Regions from separate parts of the Sus scrofa genome. Here region 2 is linked to region 1. The links are chromatin contacts, called in public Hi-C maps. All regions are on one chromosome and are shown on one strand. Each heading gives the region's core, a stretch centred on a gene start, on an enhancer-like site or on the middle of the called end of the contact. The rest is flanking DNA. Distances are from core to core; before and after follow the strand shown. Region 1 holds the start of LMF1 (lipase maturation factor 1). Region 2 overlaps LMF1 (lipase maturation factor 1).

Region 1 (7,667 bases), core at 2,996-5,495:
ACAGATGTTAGCGCCAGCAGGTTCTGCCCCCCAACCCCGGCAACAGATGTCAAGATATGAAAAATTGGGGTAAATGAAGGGTGCATGATTAGATGCGGGCCCGAGCTGGGTTCTCATGGGTGCCAGAGACAGCTGCAAAGGCATGTCAGGGGCCCTTGCCCTGATGCGGCGGGGACTGCCAGGCCCGGGTGCCCGGGGACAGCTGGACGAGGTGCTGACACGGGGCTCTTTCCTCCGTGAGGCCGGCCCGCAGCTGCTGGGCTTGCCGCCAGCCCCAGGCGAGAGCTTGTGCGCCTCAGCTGGTCGGGCGGGGGGGGGGGCACTGCGCTGGGGGAGCTGCAGGGGGGCCATCTAGGGGTTCCCAGGACGCCAGCGTGTCTTGAGCTGACGGCTCCTCTCAGGAGAGCCCCCTTCTCCTCTCCCCTCCTGTTCTTCGCCCTTTCTGGCTCTGTCCAGGTGGAGCTCAGCTCCGGTCCTCCTGCAGCCACGCCGGGGGGTGGCCAGGCCTCCTCTCAGCACCTCTGGCCTCTCCTGTGTCTTCTTGGCTTGCCCCCATATAGTTTTTTGCTTGAAAATGTAGGTTCAAGAGTTTCTCCCAAGCCCCTGAAGCTGATGAAGGGCTGCTTTGTAGAGACCCCAGCGGGCCTGTGGCTTTTGCAGGTGCTGAGCTGTGGGGCCCAAGGAAAGCATTTCAGTGCCCTGCATACACCAGGCCCCAAGCCCTACAGCGCGGGGTTTGCAGGAAAGGTTTGGTTTTGAGTAGGGCAGCTTCGTGGGGCATACAATGTACCCATAGCTAAACATTATTTAAAAGTGTCAGATGCTCCTTAATACAGATGAAAATATGGTTGGCATAAATGACATGAGCTATCCTGACAGCTAAAAGCAGTGCCGTCTTAAGTGATTCTGAAACAATGACCAGAGCAGAATTTAAAAATATAATTTTTGGTGAAATTCACATAGCATAAAATTAACTGGGTTTCCTTTTTTTTTTCGCTTTTGTCTTTTTAGGGCCACACCCGAGGCAATATGGAGGTTCCCAGGCTAGAGGTTGAATAGGAGGTGTAGCTGCTGGCCTACCCCACAACCACAGCAACATGGGATCCCAGCCGTATCTGTGACCTACACCACAGCTCACAGCAACGCTGGATCCTTAACCCACGGAGCGAGGCCAGGGATCGAACCTGCGTCCTCATGGATGCTCGTCAGATTCATTTCTCCTGGGCCATGATGGGAACTCCGTGGGGGTGTTTTTGTTTTTGTTTTTGTTTTGTTTTGTTGCCATGCCTGTGGCATATGGAAGTTCTCCAGCCAGGGATTGAATCTGGGCTGCAGCTGCAACCTATGCCACAGCTGTATCAATGCCGTCTCTTAACCCACTGCACCATAGGGGGAGGTCCCAAATTAAGTATTTTTAGGCGTACAATTCAGTAGCATTTCATACATTCAGCATGTGTGAGCATCGCTGCTATCCAGTTTGACAGTATTTTGGTCCCTCCACACAGAAATCTTTTCCCTGTCAGCAGTCGCTCCTTGTCTCCCTCCCCCAGCTCCTGGGAACCACTGATCGAAGCTCTGCCACCGTGGATTTGCTTATTCTGGACGTTCCATGTAAACGGAAGCATACAGTATGTGGCTTTGTATGCCCGGCTTCTCCCCGAGCACGGTATTTTCAAGGCTCGTCTCTGCTGCAGGCGTATAAATGCTTTACTCCTTTTTATGGCTGTGATACACCTGTGGACACTTGATTAAATTCAGGCAGAAACAGGCAAGAACTGGGCCCCGGGCCAGCCTTTCCTCAGCCAAGCCCTGCTCCATGGGGTTCACTCCCTGGAAGGTTCTAGACCCTGAGATAGACTGGACCTCTGCGGTCAGCTCCCAGGAAGAGACATGAGAATATGAGCTCCCGGCAGACCTCTCCGATGGCCTTGCCCACCCTGGGCAAACCCGGGGAGGGAGCCCAGAGCCCAGTGAGCTGGAGGCTGGACAAGGGGCCCCTTTCTGCTCCGCACAATGTCCCATTGTACACGTCTCAGGGGGAACAATGCAGCCCTGGCCAGGGGAAGCTGAGGACAAAGGGCCCTTTGTGAGAACTGTCCCCACCTGAAAAGCAGCATCCAGGGTCACACCTGACAGTGGAGCCGTCCCTCCTCGCCTCTGTCCCCTGCTCCGCTCCCACATCCGGGCAGGGACCCAGGGGAGCTCGGGCGGGCTTGGCCGGATTCTCCGTGCTCCCCCCAGACGGCTGTGCGGGCTCATCTGGGACTCGGCACCTGGACAACTGGCCGGGGTGGGGGAGGGGAGGGGCAGGTTGTGGGTTCGTGTGGAAGGACCTGGAAGCAGGACTCCGGCCGGGGCTAGGTGTTCCTCCACTCCCCCTCAGGCTCACGCTTCCCTGCGGGGGGCTCTTCAGGATGCAAAAGACGTTTGTACCCTCCATGGAAAATCTGTCTTCCAGGTCCCACTTCTCAGGTGGGGTCCCAAGGAAGGGTTTTTCATGGACAAGAAAAGGAAGGTTTTTTTAAAAAATCACATTGTAGGAGTTCCCTGGTGGCCTAGTGGGTTGAGGACCTGGCATGATCACTGCTGTGGCTTGGGTTTGATCCGTGGCTTGGGAACTTATGCATGCTGTGGTCTTGGCAAAACAAACAAACAAACAAAACAAAAAAAAAATCACTAAGATGCACGTAGATGCTATTACCCCAACACTGGGGGTGGGGAGCAGCAGCTGGAGGCTGCAGAGAGGTTCCAGAAGTGTCTAGTCTGGACTAATTCGGGAGATCCCTTGTCCAGAGCCAGTTCTTGCCCTTATGGAGCTCACAATACAGACGGTGAAGAGATAATTAAACAACCGAGAAAGCCTGATTATTTGACTATGTAAATATCGATCATTTATACATCAAACACTAGGAACAAGATGTGAAAACAAAAAACCCAGGACAAAAATTCACAGTAGACACACAAGAAAAGGATCTTTAACACGTTAAGAGTTTTTACAAATGAATAAGGAAAAATCCACACCTACTGCAATCATTTCCTTCCAAGTACTCCACAGTTTACCCCAAACTCTGAAGGCGCTAATGCCTACTCTCTCACACACCTTTCTTTCTTTCTTTCTTTCTTTCTTTCTTTCTTTCTTTTTTTTTTTTTTTTTTTTTTTTGCTTTTTAGGGCCACACTAGCAGCATATGGAGATTCCCAGGCTAGGGGTTGAATCGGAGCTACAGCTGCCAGCCTCCACCACAGCCACAGCCATGCCAGATCCTTAACCCACCGGGCGAGGCCAGGTATCAAACCTGCAACCTCATGGTTCCTAGTCGGATTCTTTCCACTGCGCCACGACAGGAACTCCCCACACCTCTTCTTTCCTCTGAAGATTGCCTAGCACTCCACCCGCTGAATGACACCTGTCCCGTATCCTCAGAATGTAGAGTTGCTGGAGGCTTCCTGGGGTTCTGTTGGGTGATTCACTGGTCAGTAAGGGCTTCCCTCCTCTGAATCCTCAGCCAGCCACTTTCCCCCCTTGGCTAGAGGTCCAGTCTCGAGAGCCAGGAGAAGTGCTAAGGGGACTTGGTTGCCCTGTGCAGAAACTTCGGGGGTGGGGGTGGGGGTGGGGAAGAGAGCTGAAGGGTCTGAATATTAGGACCCAGGTGCTGCCTGAACTGTCTGTCACTAGCTGTGGAGCCACCACCCCAGCATCCTCCTCAGATAGCAGAAGTGGGGAGCTGGGAAGGGACCCCTTCGAGGCAACTGCCCACCCACTCCTCCTTCTCAATGCAGGCAGAGGCAGCCTGGAATCCTGGGGTGGTGAATCCTGCTCGGCCTTTCCTCTGCGCGAATGTGAGTTCCACACACAGCCAGGGCATGCAGAGGGAGCACGGTAGCCTCCAGGGTTCTTGGCTGCCCTCATCTCAGCCTCCCTGGATGCATATCACATCGTCAGACACATGCTTTCCAAGAGCCTCCTTCACATTGCGTTTCTGCCTCTGAATTCAGTGCCTCCCGCCCTCCCTAGAGTGAGAGTCCAGGAGGGCGAGCTCCTGGGTAGGGGCGTGCACTGGGGACCTCTGCAACCTCGGCTTATTCAATGAACGAGTGAGTGAAGGAGCGACGCGGTCAACCCGGCTCCCGCAGCGGCGCCGCCAGTCTTTCAGGCGCGAAGCCCCCGACCCCCGCAGCAGCAGCGCCCCCGAGCGTGCGCGCGGCTGGCCGCGGCGCACGTGAACCTCCAGTTGTGGGCGGGGCCTCTCGGCGGGGGCGGAGCGATCGGCGCGCGGCGTCCCCCGCGCATGCGTTCTGAGGGCCCGGCGATGGCGGCGTCCGAGGATCCCCTGAGGCGGCGGAAGGCCGCGGCCGCGGGCCCGGAGCCCGCGTCTCCGCCGGGGCGCGACCCCATGAGCTGCCCGGCCCGCTTCCGCGCGGGCACCTTCTGGCTCACCAGGGTCGTGCTCCTGAAGGCCCTCGCTTTCGTTTACTGTGAGTCCGCGGGGCCTGCCCGATGGTGCCCCTCCACGCGCCCCGCCCCCACAGGCCGTCCCCCCGCGGGCTCCCCGCCGAGCCCCGGCCGCGCGCCCCTCCCCCCTGCCGGGACCGGGGGCGCCCACGCCGACCGGGCGTCCGTGGGGCAGCGGCTCCGCTCTGCCGCCTGCAGTTCCACGGTCTGCGGCGCCTGCGGCCTCCCCGCGGCTCGGCAGCTTTGAGGCACGAGCAGCAGGTGCGGACTCACCTGCGAGGTGGGCGCTAGCCGGGTTTGACCGGGCAGAGCCTCGCGGCCAGCCCCGGCCCCCCTGCCTCCCGGGTCTCCTCGACCACAAGGCTGGACCCCCGGGTGCCCCCCAGCGCGAAATACACACGCCCGCCCTGGTCCCCACGCCCGGACGGGTGCAAACGCCCGAAGCCGAGCAGGGCGTCTGAAGCCCAGCCGGGCTTCTCAGAGGAACGTGGCCTTGCGGGGGCCGTGGGGGTGGGGGACAGTCCACGGCAGGAGTGATCTGGGGCCAGCGGGCAAGTCCCCCTTCCGGAGGGTCCAGAGGGCGCTGGTCCCCGGCGCGGCGAGCCGGCTTCGTTTCCGACGCGTTGGAAGGGGTGGACATGCAGCTCTTCGAGCCGGCGTTAGAAGGGGGGGACATGCAGCTCTTTGCACAGCGGCCTTCAGCAAACACTGAGAGGGCTCCGCGGGGCCAGGTCCCGGGGTGGGGCCGGGGGGTCCTGCGAGCCCTTCGAGGGCCGCCGCGTGCGGCGGCGGGCAGGGATGGGGGGGTTCAGCCCCGCCTCCCGTGCGCTCTAAGTTACCATAAAAAATAGTTCTTGCCGGTATTGCTTTAGTCTCCACGGGATTGAATAATCATTCCAAACGTTTGAGCTGTCATTTTGCGAAAGATGGAGTCAAGGCAAAGTTAATCTGCGAGACTTTAATAGTCCCTTAAACCGTCGCCGTAACAGTGGAAAAACCCCGGTGGGTGGCTCCGCTCGCAGAGAGCGCCGCTTAAAACCCTGCTCGGCTTTCCAGGGAGTGGGGCTGCCTTTGATCTCCACAGGGATTCGCCCTTCAATTCAGAAGGGAACCGTTTCCAGCCACCGGGGCGAGCAGATATTTTAAGCCTGGTGCTGAGTACAGAATGATTTGCCCTGGCAGATGGGTTTTTTCCCCTGGCTTCTCTCTATTGGGGGTGGCGGGGCGGTAGGGTGGGGTTCAGCCGCTCGAAGAAACCAGTTTTTCGCATCTTCCGGGCGGAGAGGGTCTCTGGCTGAGATGACCCGGGCAAGGAGGCAGTCATCCTGCCTTGATCTCTTTCTGGAGAGTTGTGGGTCTCACCGCAGACTCCCTCTGAGCCCCTTAACTCCCGGGGAAATCCCACAATGCCATGGGCTCTGGGCACCTTTCCCTGACGTTGGTACACTTGTTCTCTGGGACTGCCAGGCTGGACAACAGGCGTCTGCACAGCTAACAGTTCCTAAGCCAGGAGCCTGTCTGGTGTCGCCCTGGGAGCTCCTTGCATCCAGGGACGGTTTTCATACCTCCATCCTTTGTCACCTGGGAGCAGCTCCCCTTCCATAAATTTCCTTGCCTTTCTGCGGCCTTTATCAATACTCCGTGTCACCACGGGATACTTTTCCAACTGTGTTCCCCCCCCCCCCATCGGCACCCTGGCCGTGACACTGACGGCGCAGACTGCCCACCCGAGAGGCCTCTGGTCCTCTGTCATTGAAGTCCTAATTCCTTGGATCTCCTTTCTTATTTGGGGGTTGTTCTCTCTTTAAAGCGTGCGCACCCAGTCCGCTTTCTAGCAAAGAGCGTGGAGAAGGTGAACTGTCTGTGTCCTTCTCGGTCGCACAGAAGTCGCCCGGGCCTGTGCTTCTTCGGAGCTCGGTGGCGTCCAGGAGTCTTATACGGCCTGACTCCTGCTCCCTGGCGGGTGACCGAAGGGAAACACTCTGATTTCTCCTGCTCACATGCCTCTGACCTCGACCGCGCGCGTGGGTTTTTTCGCACACCGATGAATCCTCTGACGGTCCAGACACTGCTCGAGGGGACGCGCTCCTTCTGACGCCAAGTGCCCGGCGTCCGCGCAGACCCCCCCCCCCTCGGTCCTGGCATCCCCTGTGCTTCTGAGCGACCAGCCGTCCATCAGGGCCCGGGCCCCCTCTGGTTCCACACCTTTGCCGGAGCGCTCAGAGGGCTCTGAGAGGCTTGGCCTGTGTTCACGGTTCATCGTGAAGGCCGCCCCTCGGAGCCGAGGCTCTGCAGCGTCGGGCGGGTGGTCCTGCTGCTGGTGGAGCGGATCTGCCCGCTGCCGGTCACAGCAGCCATCACAGCGGCGGAGGCGAAGCTCCCACAGCTGCAGCTCGTCCCGCTCCCCGTCACAAGGCTCACCTGGGTCTGGAGGCCCAGCCTGGCGGCCCGTCCGCAGTCCCGCACCCGCATTTGCTGAACTCTTAGCTTTTCTTTGGAAAATGTGAGGACAAATGGAGCCACAAGAGTGCTGGACTCCCGCTTCTTTTTTTGTCGTTCTGAGCTTTCAGCGCTTCTGAGAGTTCTCGTGCAGTTAGTTCTCCGTCTTCCCTCCAGGCCCCTCCAGGGCTGCTTAGATTTGCAGGCGTCTCTAAAGTGCTCCCTGTTTGTTGAAGACACAAGCACTGCTCTCTCTGCGCTCCCTGCAGCACACGCCTGCAGAGAGGACGCACTGGGGCTTATTGTGCCCAGGTCCAGAATTTCACCACATTCAATGGAACCGCCCGGTGGACAGGGACATCGCAGAGGTGATTCTGATTTAGTTTATAGCCCTTTATCCGAAGGGGAGAGAAAACCCAATTTTTTTTTTTTTTTTAAGGAAATCTTTGCAGACCTCCTTGATGATGCAGGTTGGGTGGCCTTGGTCCCCTCTCCTAGGTCAGGAAGCAGCTAGAGTCTCATGCCTGGGCCTGTCTCCTTCCTCCCTAGAGCCGGTGGGGTAGGGGGCTTTGTGGGGGGGTGACTCTTTCCTCCAGTGGGGCGGGGGCTGACTGAGCCTTTCTGAGGTTGTTGGTTTGGTTTAGCTCTGAGATCCTGTGATATTTTGGAAATTTTTTTCTACTTTCTACTTGGCCATTTTTTTTTTTCTTTTTTTCTTTTTAGGGCTGCACCCTAGGCATATGGCAGTTCCCAGGCTAGGGGTCAAACCAGAGCTG
Region 2 (7,667 bases), core at 1,592-4,091, 55 kb after region 1:
CTCTGCCTCGCTTCACTGTCTCTCGCCCCCATTTTTTCTGACGAGAAGTCACTGCTGCTCCTGTCGGCTGTCCTCTGACCACCCGTGCCTTTCTTCTCTCTGGGCGCCCCAAAGGTTTGTCTCTGCTTCGCGGCATTTTGACAGTGATGTGCCTGCACATGGCGTTTTGAGCAGGATGTTATCCCGCTTGCGATTCCCTGAGGCTTTTGAATCTATCATTTGGGTCTTTTACCAAGTTTGGGTAATTACTGCCAGTATTTTTTCAAAGTTTTTTCCTCCTCGTTTCTCTCCTTTCCTAAGATTCCAATTGCACGTATGTTGGAGCTTCTGATGTTGTTTCACCAGTTCCTGAAAGTCTGTTTTGTTGTAACTCACTTTTTAAGTCCCTGTTCGCAGGTCGAATGGTCTTGCTTGAGCTGCCATCACGCTCGCCACCTTTGCGTTCTTGGCCTCCAGTCTGCTCTGTTTCAGTGCCAGACATTTTCTTTCTCAGTTCTGGATTTTGTCCTTTCTTTGTAGCTCTCTTTCTCTTCCGAGTTCTCTCATTTCATGTCTTAGGGGTGTATTTTCATTTCATTGTTGTAGCCTTGAACATGCTCGCTGTGGGTGCTTGGTCTGCTGGGAGCTCGCGTTCCGGGTCCGGGGCGGGGTGTGGGGTGAAGCGGGCGAGATAAGCAGTATGCGGTGAGTGCTGCCGGGCAGGCAGTGCCAGGGTGGATGGAGCCCAGCTGCAGTGTTAGGTCCAAGGAAGGCCCTGAGAAGGTGGCATCTGAGCGGAGACCTGAGCAAAGGGTGGTAGGGACGGGCCCTGGGAGCAGAGGCCTAAGGGACCTGGGTCTCCAGCACAGGAGGTCCCCCCTGGGCAGAGCGAGGGGTGGGTCAGGTGGTCGCTGGGCCCTGGTCATCATCACCCTCTGCCTGTGGGTCTCTCTGTGGGTCACTCATGGCGTGTCCCCATGATGGCTTGCATCAGCTGGAACCTCATCTCCCACTGTACACTGAGCAGAAGAAGAAAACGCTTCTGGAAGTTTCTTCTGAGGGCATCAGGGACATGATGCCCGAAGCTGTCACTGCCCCGCCCTGTGTCACTAAAGCACCATGCAGGCTCCTTTGCACATGACCTCTGAGCAAGATTGTGCCCGCAGCGGTGCTGAGACGCCCGCTTCTCCCCTTGTCATCCCAGGGGCTGCATGCTGCCTGGGGCGGGTCTGTGGGGCACTCTGCCCCTCAGCAGCCGTCCTGGCCTCTGACCTCCGGGGAGCTGCCCGTCACATTGACCTCCCTGGAGGGCCAGAGACAACCAGCCTCCAGAGGTGGCGGGGGAGAGGGAGACACGGGCATGTCCCCGGCAGTGACCCCCAGCAGACACGGAGTCCGTGGGGGGCGGAGGCCTGAGGGCTGTCCTGACCTCTGACCTGGGTGCCTGCTGGCTGTGGGTGAGTGATGCTCTCCTTTCCAGATGCGCCGACCCTCCCTGGCGCTGCTGACCAGGGTGGGCGTTTCTGTCCTAACTGGCCACGCGAGCCTGTCCCAGGGCTTGCCCAGGCAGCCTGAGGATGCCGGCCCCAGGTTCATGAGCATGGGGGAGGCCCTGGGTGGCTGTGGGCTTAGCAGGTCGTCTGCAGGCACCAGGGCAGCGTGGGGTGAGGGCGGCCCCCACGTGCGTGGCACGAGTGTGCGGGGGCAGGAGCTCGCCCGCCGTGGTGCTGGGTGTTAGGCTGCCCCGTGCAGGGCCTGTGGACACACGAACCTCCCGGGCTGCCTGGGGAGCAGGCAGGTGAGACAGCCCAGCAGACGGGCCGCCCGGAACGGCTGTGCCAGGCACCTCGCATCGCCTCCCGTCCGCCAAGGCACTTGGAGACGTGCTTTGGCTGATTTTCCTGCGCGGGAAACAAAAGACAAAGACATGTAAGGCCTCGTGTGCCCTTCAGCCTGATACATGTTAAAGATTTGGAATCTATTCATCTGAAAAGCCTCCGGGGCCGGCTCTCATTTCCGTCGACAGGAAGCCTTCCCGTGTTTGCCCCACACCAGCCAAGCCAGCTGAGGTCCTCACCGTGGATTTTGTTTCCGGCCTAGTTGGTGACACCTGCACGGGTCAGAGTGGCGGGCACGCCTGGGTGCGGAGGGCCGGTTGCCATGGCAACCGAATATTGCCCAGCACCGTGAGGCGCTGCGAGGGGCGGGCAGCCGCCTCGGGGGTCACCCGGGTCAGTTCCTGCCCCGCGGCGGCCAGGACACCCCTAAACACAGATCGGCAGTTTGCCAGGCGCTGCCTGATTGGGAGCAGGCCACTTAAATGACGTTTTTTCTTAGAGCAGGAAGCCTTCAGCCAGCTCTTTGCAAAACACCTCCTTGAGAGAAAACGTGTGTTGTCTGCCGCCTGACCTCTGGCGTAAACTGTCACATGCACAAGACGTGACCAGGAAGCTGGACAGATGGGGCTCCTGTCCCGAGAGGCCTGCCCGGGTCCCGCCGATTCTTGAGGACTCCTGGGCAGACGTGGCTCCAGGCAAGGGCGGGGACACAGGAGGCCCAGCAGGCCCATCACCCACCGAGTGAGGGGCCAAGGTAGGGGAGGTGCTCAGGAGCCTGGCTGCGTCCCGGGGCCTCAGGCTTCAGTTCCTCCTGGGCCCGAGGATGGGCCCCAGTCTGTCCCTTCAGGCAGGGGCAGCGAGGCCAGGTGGTTTGAGGCCAGAAGAGGCTGAGGGTCCCGTGCCTGTGTGGCCCCTGTCTAGGCGAAGAGCAGACAGGAGTGCCTGTTCCCCGGGCCGTGCTGGACCTGGCGAGAGGTTTCCATTCTGCTGTTGTGACCTCCCTTTTGTTTGTTCTCTGCTCTCTTGTTGTGTTTCGTCAGAATGAAACAGGAAACCGTCTTAACGAGTCATTTGGCAGTCGTGCCCTCTGGACCGCAGTGTTTGCAGGGTCACTGTTGCTCATGGTTCCCCCAGGGCCTGCCTGTCTGGGTGGCAAGGGGGGCTGTCGGTTCAGGGGCAGTGTCGGCGGGGCCTCCCTTGCACCCCTCCGGCTGCCATGCCTTCTTCACCACCCGAGCCCCTGCTGGGGCGGGGTCACCTCCATGCCAGGCTGCAGGGGGCTGGCACACTGGCCGTCCCTCTGTCCTCAAAACGCAGTCTCCCTCACATGGGATAGCCCACACACAGGCGCGGCAAGTGGCGCGACGCCTGCTCTCGAGCACAGCTTGTGGACAGGAAAGTGGGGGGGATGCGGTAGCACAGCCGACCCTCAGCGGGGACAGAGCAGGGTTAGATTAGAAACAGCTTGGGGCCCTAGTTAGGGACAGATCAGGGCTCTAGTTAGAGACAGTGCAAGACCCTAGATAGGGACAGTGCAGGGCCACTGTCAGGGACTGCACAGGCCTCTCATTAGGAACAGGACAGGGATGTCATTCGGGACAAGGCAGAGCTCTAGTTTAGGGACAGGGCAGAAATCTAGTCAGGGACAGTGCAGGACCGTAGTTAGAGACAGTCCAGGGCCTTCGTTGGGCAGGACTCGAGAGAGAGAGCAGGGCTCTGGTTGGTAACAGCCAAGGGCTTTGGTTTCAGACAGTGCAGGGCCTCATGAGGGACAGATCAGGGCCCTAGTTTGGGACACTTAGGTCTCTGATCGAGAAGGTGCCGGGCTCCCTAGTCGGGGACAGCCCAGGGCCGTGGGCGACACTGCGCTGCACGCTCGTTGGAGGAAGGGCGGGGCTCCAGATCGACAGTCCAGGGCTCTGTAGGGCCCAGGGCAGGGCTCTGGTTAGGGACAGTGCTGGATTTTAGGTCGGGTCATGGAGCTGGGTTAGGGGCTTAGGGTTGGAGGGTCGGGGGTCGGGTCAGGGTCAGGGTTGGGGTAGGGTTAGACTTCAGTCCCGAGGGCTCTCCTTCTGAGGACACACTGTACCGGCCTCGAGTACTGGGGCGGGGCACGTGCTGAGGAGCCGGCTACAGGCGGTGCTCCTGGACCAGGCGGGCCGGCTGTGCTCAGGGCCTCGGGTCCTGAGGCTCCCGGCCCCGTGTTGGGGGCTTGCAGAGTCTGGGTTCCTCTCCCGCTGCTTGAGTTTGGCAAGGGGTCAGGGACCGGAGTGCATGGTGAATGAAGTCAGGACTGCCCGCCTTGTCCCCCACCTCCCCACCCGCCCTCTCCCCGGGAGCCACGCTGGACCCGGGCGTGTGCCCGTCGTGAGGCCCAGGGGCTGTTGCAGGGCCCAGCACGTCCCGCCGCTGCCACAGTGAGCCATCATCCCAGCAGACGGTGTCAGGGACACTGGGCCAGGCCAGGCGCTCCCGAAGCAGCCCTGTCACCCCTCATCTCGTGCTTCGGTCTCTTTGAGAGACCGGGCGTTGGCACCTGTGGGGACAGGGGGCCTAAGAACCGGGTCTCTAAGGTATAAGAAGGTTCCTTCTTTGCCATCCGTGATGCAGCGCTGGCTGCTCTGCCCAGAGGGCCGAGGTGCTGTGACTTAGGCTGTGCTCCCAGGTGGGGCGGGGGACGCAGGCAGGAGTGACAGCTGTCAGCCGTGATGCGCCCTCTCCCCTCCCGCTTGTAACCGTGAAGCTAATGGGCTCCTGCTCACAGCGTGGATGGTGCTGTCATCTCTGAGGAGCCGTGCCTGCGCAGCTTAATTACTCTTCCTCAGGAACGGTGACAGTTTCCAGGCAGTGTCAGCGCCATCAGGCGGCCCCAGCCCTGAAAGCTTGCTTAGGGTCCCATTTCCTTCTTGGTCAGCGGCGAGGCCTCTGGCATCCAGGCCTTGACGCTGGGTGACCACAGCACCTGCTGAGCCCCCCAGGTCCCCTTGTTGGCTGGAGCCGGTCTGCGGGCGTCCACGTCCAGAGCAGACAGTCAGCGAGAGTCTCCCGGGAGGAGCAGCCGGCCTTCTGCATCCGCCCTGGAGCCCTGCTCGCTGTGCTTGGCGTCGCCGGGCTGCCCCGTAGCAGGGTTTCTCATCTTCTATAGAAGAGTCCTCACCCTTCCTAGAACCCGGGGGAAGAGCCACACCAGCGCCACGTCCGCGTCCTGCTGCCGAGCAGCCGGGGCAGCCTCGGGTCACAGGTCGGGCCCAAGACCAAGGACCTGAGTGCATCGCGTCGCAGGCATTCCTCAGACTCGATGTGTGGCTCCTGCTCACACGGCGGGCACCCCAGGCCGGGGACTCAGAGGGTGGTTTGGAAGCCCGGGCCGGGAGGCGAGCCCACAGAGCAGCCCCCTGCTCGGAGCGCCTGAGCGAGCCAGGCTGTGGCCAGGCCAGCCCTCGGGTGCACGGACGGCAAGGCAGGGGCTCCGCCTGCTCTGGGACCTGGAGGCCGCCGCCGATGGCCAGTCCTGGGCTCGGTCAGGACAGGAGTGGACCACCCCGCGTGTCCCCTGCTGCTTACCACGCCCACATCTCCACCCCGCGGCCACCACCTCTGTCCACGTGCAGGGCAGAGCCCCAACCCCGGTCTCACAAGGATGCGTCCCAAACGCGCTGTCCTGTGTGGGCTGCCTTATGGGAAACGAGCCAGCAGTGGGTGGGGGCAACCGCATGGAAGCTCCCCCGGGCACTTGCTCACCACCCTCCCAAAGCCACTGGCGGGACGTCCCCCCGTGGGTGGAACCTTCCGGGCTCCCTGTCCCTCTGGAGGGGCCTGCACATCTTGGAGGAGGGCTTGTTTTCCTGGGGCCGCGGCGGACAATGTGCTCCTTGTGCGGCCGCACAGCTGCTGCCCCCGCGGGGCCCAAGCAGAGGAAGCAGGGCGGGTGGGTGCAGGCCACCCTCTCCTCCTCAGCGGGCCAGCAGGCGCTGGTGCCCGGAGGGACGCCCAGCAAGGAGGCAGCTCCAGCCTCAGCCTGGAAACCAGCTCTGATGAGGTGGAGGGGGGGCCCACTCACCCATCAGAGCGAGGAGAATGCCAGTGGTTCAGAAGGGCCAGGTGACACATGCGTCCCTAGGGTGGCAGCAGGTCCCCATTGCCTGCTTCCTGGCACTTAGGGGGGGTCTCTGGGCTCTGCCACTTGCACGTCGCCGTGATTGATGTCACTCAGACTGCACATTCCCATTCTGTTCGCGCGGCTGTGCCGAGTGAGGTGACAGAGAAGGCGGGCTCTGGGGACCTCGCCACACGCCCGTGCGGGCTCTGCCGGCTGCTGGGCAGTTTCCAGCCAGCGCGAGTGAGGCACAGGCCCGACTCCCAGGCGGGCAGGCGGGCGGCCCCGGCCTTGCCTCCTCCGGGGCCTGCCCTGCTCTCGGAGCCAGCAGGGGCCTCAGGCACTGGCCTCGCGGCCCCCGAGGTTTCCCACCGCCAGCAGAGGAAGGCTGGCACTGAGGACCCGGGGCCGTCCGTCCTCAGAGCGGAAGCAGCTGCGGTTAAGTCCGCTCAGCCCACGTTGTCTGCACGTGTGTTCGCCGTCATAGACCACATGTGAAGGGAGCCGTGTGATGGAAGTGGCCTCGAGATAAAGCCGGCAGGGTTGTCTCCTGAGGAGCAAAGTCCGCTTCTTCCCATCGAGACGCGAGGCCGGTGTTGGAAGCGGGGTGTGACGCACAGGCTGGCCGGCCCCGCGGGTGGGATGAGACCTGGACCTCATGGGCGACGGGCGGTGCCTGCGATCTCCCCGCATGGACGCGTCCTGCTTCCTCTCTGTGGTGTCTGTGGGAAGCTGGCGGGGTGCAGGGCCTGGAGGCTGGCTGAGCCTGTGTGGGCGTCCCATGCTGGGTCCCCGTGGGAGGGCGGCATGGTGGCTCTGCTTTCCTCTCCGACCCCCACCCCACCCCACAGCCAGCCGGGGCCTGGCCACAGCCTGGAGTCCTGTGGGCTCCTCCGCCCACCTCGCTTAGCTCCCTCCCCAGGGCACCCCTCCCTGATGTCCGGGCTTCTTTCTGCTTCTGGAATCATCTCTGGGTGGTGCAGGGTGCAGGCTGGCAGCTTGGCAAAGGCCTCAAGCCCAGGGAGCCCCCCTCAGCGTCACCCCTGCTGTCACCCTGCTGCTGTTGGGTGCTGCTTTGCCACAGTCTCACCGGCTCCTCTCCAGAACTGCTCAGGGACCGAGTTTCGGGAATTCATGGAACCCAAGAGTAGCTCCACGTTTTATTGTGAAAATGTTTCAGGGAGTTCCTGTCGTGACTCAGTGGTTAACGAACCCCACTAGGATCCATGAGGCCTTGGGTTCGATCCCTGTCCTCACTCAGTGGATTAAGGATCCAGCGTCGCCGTGAGCCGTGGTGTAGGTGGCAGACACGGCTCGGATCTGGCCAGGCTGTGGTGTAGGTCATAGATGCGGCTCAGATCCCACGATGCTGGGGTGGAGGTCGGTGGCTACAGCTCTGATCAACCCCTAGTCTGAGAACCTCCACATGCCATGGATGCAGCCCTAAAAAGACAAAAAAAAAAAAAAAAGTTCCAACTGTGGAAAACGTCAGCCAGTGCACGGTGTAAACCCTCACGCCCGCCACTGGCCCTTGGCCCTGCTGGTGTCGTCACCTGTGTCTTCCTGACCTTAATGTTGGACGCGTCTCAGAGCACTTTGCCCACGTCAGCGTCTACACAACTGGCCTGAAAACGGGTTCAGAGTTCGTTTAGGTCTCTCTGGGTTTTCGAGGACGAGCTTTACAAAACACTGAAACGCACAGGCCCGAAGGTGCTCTGTGTGCGTCTTGGCCCGTGGGCACCCCCACGACCCCC

Evidence for each region. A called contact is a pair of places that touch in the nucleus more often than the background predicts.
Region 2: a Hi-C map of liver shows a contact between it and region 1, with 3 times the contacts expected there. The contact joins the enhancer-like site here to the promoter of LMF1 in region 1. A contact is called at or near these places in 2 of 5 promoter capture datasets (fetal skeletal muscle and liver), 3 of 47 Hi-C or Micro-C datasets (brain, embryonic fibroblasts and liver) and 2 of 2 datasets of contacts at active chromatin or transcription factors (alveolar macrophages and skeletal muscle).

What each region holds. Positions count from the first base shown.
Region 1 is chr3:40,836,997-40,844,663 of Sscrofa11.1, forward strand. It overlaps LMF1 (lipase maturation factor 1), which reads left to right and starts at 4,246. Exons shown (of 11, transcript XM_021086874.1): 1 at 4,246-4,475. The coding sequence starts at 4,289.
Region 2 is chr3:40,892,985-40,900,651 of Sscrofa11.1, forward strand. All of the region lies in intron 3 of LMF1 (lipase maturation factor 1), which reads left to right. Among named protein-coding and RNA genes, the nearest start is that of LMF1, 56 kb to the left of the region's middle. Within about 2 kb of position 2,842, at least 34 of the 83 cell types and tissues checked have an H3K27ac peak or open chromatin away from gene starts, as enhancers often do. A contact at or near this core is called in alveolar macrophages, embryonic fibroblasts, liver and 1 more, where this site is marked.